Regions from separate parts of the Pan troglodytes genome. Here region 1 is linked to region 2. The links are chromatin contacts, called in public Hi-C maps. All regions are on one chromosome and are shown on one strand. The core of a region is the stretch at or near the end of the contact, and the rest is flanking DNA. Distances in the headings are between cores, read along the strand shown.

The links. Hi-C and Micro-C count contacts between places; a contact is called where the count stands out from the background.
Region 1: a contact with region 2 is called in a Hi-C map of stem cell-derived neural progenitor cells, with 6 times the contacts expected there. The contact joins the promoter of MTFR1L here to the promoter of PAFAH2 in region 2. A contact is called at or near these places in 3 of 7 Hi-C or Micro-C datasets (induced pluripotent stem cells and stem cell-derived neural progenitor cells) and 1 of 1 datasets of contacts at active chromatin or transcription factors (stem cell-derived excitatory neurons).

What each region holds. Positions count from the first base shown.
Region 1 is chr1:205,153,683-205,156,467 of NHGRI_mPanTro3-v2.0_pri, forward strand. MTFR1L (mitochondrial fission regulator 1 like) reads right to left here and starts at 1,285. Exons shown (of 7, transcript NM_001246545.1): 1 at 1,227-1,285.
Region 2 is chr1:204,975,269-204,978,464 of NHGRI_mPanTro3-v2.0_pri, forward strand. It overlaps PAFAH2 (platelet activating factor acetylhydrolase 2), which reads left to right and starts at 1,648. Exons shown (of 12, transcript XM_063784450.1): 1 at 1,648-1,841.

The DNA of each region.
Region 1 (2,785 bases), core at 35-2,534, 180 kb after region 2:
GGCCTAACCCTCACACACAGCCAGAGGAATCCTTCCCAAACACACTGTTAATCACATTGCTCATCCGTTTAAAACTGGCTTACTAGAGCCAACACAGGATAAAATCCACAATCAGTCCCAAACCCATCTTTCTCTGCCGTCTCTAGACCACACTCACTGAGCACCAAGGCCTGCACGCTTCGCAGCCAGCCCTCCTGCTCTCCCCCTTGCCCTCCAGCCACACTGGCCCTCAACCCCCAACACTGGGCCCACCTCTGAGCCCTGCATCAAACAGCAGCACCCCCTTCGCCGAGCTCATTCTTCATCATTCCTCAGAGCTCAGCTTAAGCATCACCTTCCTTCCCTGCGACAGGGTCAGGTCCTTTCCTGTGCGCTCCGCAGCACCCTGCCTGTCCCTCGGAGTCCTCGCGAGAGGAACTAGATAACTGTGATCCCCGCGCACAGCACGGTGTCTGCCTAGGACACAGTGAGCGCTTCAACGCGCTGAACTAAACGAATGAAGGGGAACACCAACTCAGCTGTCACCCCCGCCCCCAAGTGTCACTGGCTAGAAGATCTTCCCCCGGTTCGCCGGCAGCACCGGTGGGTCTTGTCACCTCTGCGCCCCGCAGCCCTCCGGAGGCTGCAGTTGCTGTCTGTTGACAGGCGTCCCCTCAGGAGAACGGGAGCTCCTCCAGCGCAGGGCCCCGCTCAGCACCCCTGGTCCCGGGGGCCCCCACGGAGGCCGCCGCGCTCAGTGAAACTTTGCCGCGCGCAGCAGTGGCCGGAGACCCGCGCGGACCCTCTCCCCGCGGGGACCCGCCAGGGCGAGTCGCCCCTCCCCCGCGGCAGACGACCCGACCTGGGCCAAGGTCGGCCAAGTCCTCGCCGCCTGCCCAGCGGCCCTTGGACCCACAGGACCCGGACCCGAGTGCGCGGAAGCCTCCGAGCCGCGGCCAGGTCTCAGAATGCGCGGCGGGGCAGCCCGGCCCGTCAAGCAGCGAAGCCGAAACTAGAAGCCTGAGGTCTGGCTTGGTCACTGTTTGCTGGGGAACTCCGACGAGCAACTACCCTTCGGGAACTCAGTTTCCCCCGGGCCAAGTGAGACGGACAGCTGCGGCTCCCGCGAGAACTCGCGCGGGAACAGGAGCTGCGGGCTCCGCACAGCGCCCGGCACGTAGACCCAGTCTACTAACGGGCTGGAAGGTCGCGCTCCCGCCTCCGCGCCGCCGTAGAACCTTTCTCACCTCAGGCTCGGGCTCCCGGACTCTCTCACCTCACGGCCCCTCCTTCCACCTTGGGCCGCCCAGCCTCAACCTCCTTCACTTCCGCTGACCCGCCCCCCGGAAGCGATCCTCCGCAGCTGCGCACCGAGCCGCACCTCCGCGCACCCTCAGGAGGCGGGTCCAGCTCGGCGGCGAGGGGAGCGCGGCCCCCGAGTGGGCGAGGCGCTGGCGGCCGTAGGCTCCGATACCGCGGAGCACACTCCCCTCCATCGAGACCGTGGCCCCGCGGGGTCTGTGTCCCCGGGAGGAGTTGGCTGCGTTTGGAAATCCCTCGGCCTGGTATTCGTCGCGTCTCCCTGCTTGTTGCTCTCCACGTTTAGCCCCATCCGACTTCTGGAAGCCCAGGGGTGTGTCGCTCGACCCCTAAAATATGCTCCTACCCCTAGGGCAAACTTCAGAATCCTCACCCTGGCCCCCTTCCCAGTTCTTGGTTCCCAGGCAGGTCCCTTTGCAAAGCCTCTCTCCAGCAAGAATGCGCAGAATGGGCCTCTTTCTCCTCTGACTCCTGCCCTCCAGCACTTTGCAGCTTTCTTCTATTTTAGCCTCTCTCTCTCTCTCTCTCTCACACACACACACACACACACGGTATATTCAATGAGTTTGCTTATTAGATGGGTACTTGGTGTACAAGACTCCAGAGGCTCTGTGGGAAGAGCCACATTCCTTCCAGGCTCACTAACCCACTCCCTCTTTGTGCTCCGGCCCTCACTGTCTTGGTCTGTGGCATGCAGTTCCTGGGTCACATTTCCTTCTCTGCCTTCAGCACAGCCTCGGGCTGTGCCTGGCTCCCAGGCTGGAGTTCCTTGGTTCCAAAGCCTGCAGTCCCCTCTGCCAGAGACAGAGCTGGTTTCATGGGTGAACAGCCCATGCAGTCACAACGGGCCGCATGCTCAGAATCCTGTACTTGGTTTAGTACTTTGCTGTTGCCGTCTTGAAATGATTTTCTAATAGGGGGTCTTGTGTTTTCATTTTGCACGGGGCTGTGCAAATTATGTAACTGGTCCTGGCTAGAGACCTCAGAGGTCGTCCACCCTGATCTCCACCATATCTCAAACGCTGAAGATTGACTTCCAGGTCTGGCCCTCTTCCCAGGATGGCACATTGTGTTTTAATCATTACCTTTCCCTCCTGTGCGATGGCGGATCATGCAAGTCCACGCTGGCTGTCTGTCCTGGGTGTAGATGCTGATTTGGTGTCCCACTCAGATCCCCTTGCAGGAAGAATGGAGCCCCCTACCTGGGAATTTCCTTCACCTCCCAAGCCAATGACTGATACAAGGTCCAAAAGGCCAGTTCAGCTCTGCAGTGTGGTTTATACCCCACAGCTCTTCCACTGTGGGTCAGGCCAAGGCTGGGCTGAGACTGTTCCTGCTCAGCATTTTTCCTTTCCCTCTTCTGCTTCCTTCCTTCTTTTACTGGTTTTTCTGGAAGTACACTCCCCCCCAGCCCCACCAAACAAACAAAACAAACAAAAAAAACACTTCATGCCTGTCTCAGGCTCTGCTTTTAAGACAATGATTT
Region 2 (3,196 bases), core at 398-2,897:
ATTGTGCCCAAGGAAGAGCTTCCTAACTGTGACAAAGGAGGTAAAGGAGGTGGTGACATGCCCATCCCTGGGAAATTTTAAACTCAGCTGGCCAGCAAATGGCTCCAGCATGGCCTGGTCTGGGAGTAGGAGACTGAAAGAAATGACCTCCAGCTGTCCCTCTCATAACCAAGGACCTCTGGCTTGTCGTGAGTGTTCTGGCCAGCTGCACAGCACGGATTAATGGGCCAAAGGGAGCCGCTCTCTGATCTGCGCTAAGCTTTTCTGGTTCTGTGGCCGCCGCCATCAGCCACAGATTTAATGAGATCCGAGGCTTAATTACCACAGTGCAGGGCTGCCAGCACTCTCTCCTGATGACTTTATCTTGGCTCCTGGAAGGATGGGGGTGACAACAGTGTGTCGGCAGGAGAGGAGAGCCTAAAGCAGGGACTCTGGACCCTGGTGTTTCGGGGGGATGTGGGCTGCAAGAGTAGGGTGGAGGGGGCGACTGCAGGACTCAGTACCTGACCTCAAAGAGCTCACAATGTGTCAAGAGTTAAGACCTCTAATACAGGAGATACCCAAGGCAGTGTGAGTCAACTCACATGTGCGAGGCACACACAGATGTCGGCGGAAACTTTGGAGGCATGAACAAAGCTCCCAGAGGAGGGGCGCTGAAGGGTGGGGGGTGGGGCGTGGGGGAGTGCAGGTTGGAGAAGACCTTGAATGTCAGGCTAAGCAGTTGGGACTTCACTTCATAGGTAGTAGAGGGCCGTTGAACGTTTTTGAGCTGCCTGAACGATCCAAATTTCCTATAGAAGTTTACAGGACTCCTGAGGATGGGCTCTGCCTAACCCCCACTCCCCCGAAAATACTCTCCTTCCATCCCTCACACTCAGCTGCAGCCAGCACTGAACTTAATGCCATACTCTGAAATGTCCTTCACAGTCTCTGTACTCCTGGCTACGTTCTTTCCTTATATCGGGTCTCAATGTTAACAAACATCACTCCCTCTAAGAAGCCTTGCGGACACCGCCCCTTTCCCCCAAGCCTGGCCAGAGGCCCCTTTTCAAGGCTCCCACGCTTGCTGTGTCTCCCCGTGAGATCACGGTTCTGTGCTGTCATTATTCATTTGTCTGAATTCTCTGCTAGACTGTGATTCTGTTGAGGCTAGGAGCGGTATCTTGTCCATCAGTGTCGCTAAGAACCAGCATTAGACAGTAATGTGGGATGGATGCGGCCCAGCAGATTACTCGGGTTCCTCCCCTTTCTCTGCCAGGGAGTCTTTTGAGGACAATGGAAAATCACAGGTGTCAACAGATGCAGGCTGGTAGGGAATGTCCCCTTAATTTGAATGATCAGTCTATTATTCTTACAGGAAGCAAAGTGTGCAGAAGACACAAAACAAACTCCAACCTCCTCCCACCTCCTTGAGAATAAAGCGAAGCGGGGGCCATTTTTAGGCACGCCTGAGGACTATTTGAGGAGGGTGAGGCGGAGGGTTACGCACGGGACTACAAGCAAAACCCTCCGCTCGAGAGCAGAAATCGCGGCGGCACCTCTTCAGGCCACCAGGGGGAGGAATCACACCGCATCCCAGGCCTTGGGCGGTTTCGCACGACCACGCGGGGCTGGACGGTCGCGTAGAACTCTGGGAGTTGTAGTTTTAGAGTTGTAATGCGCAATCTCGCGCACTGTACATCGGGAATTGTAGTTCTAGATTGAGGAACGAGAAGTGCTTCCAAGCGTCCATTTTGAGCCCTGGAAACTACGACGACCAAAGGGCCACGGGTTCCTGGGTCGTTTCTCATTTCCGTCGAGTTAAACGTCTGGGGCTGCTTCTGAGGAATCAGCTTGACTGGGTAAGTTTGATTGGAGAAAACACCTATATCTCAATTGAGCTTCCTGCAGACTTTTGTATTCTGGCCCGGTTTGGGGCCTCGGCGTCTCTCAGTCATAGGAATTGCACATTAATCTTCGTCCTTTACGTTTCCTATTCAGACACCTGTAGCCACCCGCTCCCTTGACCCTCCCACGGTCGCCTCGCACTTTTAACGGCCAGTGCCCCTGGAATCCCCACTGAGCTCCCGTCCCAGGACCCAGGCCCCGCAGCCCCACCTTGGACCCCACAGCCCTACCCTGATTCCTCGGCCCTACCTTCACCCTGCAGCCTCACATCCCTGAACCCCGGGCTTCTTTATGCTCCTCCACCCTTTGTGTACTTTACTCTTACTCTCAGTTTTCTGTTTTTCACGGCGGTGGAAGAAGGGCCCCCATTCCTTCTTTCCGATCCGCGATTACCCTGGACTCGAAGTCAGCCGACCCGGTTCTAGGCCAGCTCTGCCTCTCACCCTCTGTGACCTTGGGCAAATCATACAACTCTGGGACTCAGTTTCTTCCTCTCTAAAACGGAGATGACTGTTGCTCCATCAGTCTCAGGTGAGGAGTGTTGAGGAGCCAACAAGCTAGTATGTGTGAAGATGCCTTGTAAACTGTAAGACCTTCACAAGAGACAGAGATTATTTTTATCACAATTATTAATGCTCTGGAACACTCTTATCAGGCCTCTTCTCTAGCTCTGCCACCTTGTTGCTCAATCTCATCCCTCGAGTGCTTGGTGTCTTCATTGTCTACAAGCTGGATGATATTTCCTCATTTCCTCCAGAGACCAAAGGTCAGGCCAATGAGCTTTTAGTCTTCAGAGAGCTTTGTCTGAAAGGAAGCACAAGAGAAGTGCTTATCTTGGACTGTATCTTGAAATATCCAGTGATGAAAGTGTCACACAGCTGGCAGAGCAGCAGTCCTCTGCTCACCAGAAACAGGGTCCCGGCAGGAGAGGACAGCTGCAACCTAAGCCCCATCCATTCCCTCTGGGCTCCTCTGGGCCTGTTCAGTAGACACTGGCTTTGGTAGGGGTGTCTGAGGCCTGAAAAAGCTGCTGGGAAAGAATCTGTTTTGCCAAAGGGCTTAATCCAGGAAAAATGAGAGACCTTGGCTAGGAAAGAGAGACATAGCATTGTTAATTAGTTCCTAACATTTTATAAGCACTGAAAATGCACAAGGCCCTAGGCAATATTTTCACTTACGAAGTATCCATTTTACGTATAAGGAACTTGAGAGGCATGTAGTTAAAATAATTATAGTTGCCTCCTATGGTTATAGTACCTTCTATCCATCGAGTGCTTTACATGCATTATTTAATCCTCATCAACAATCT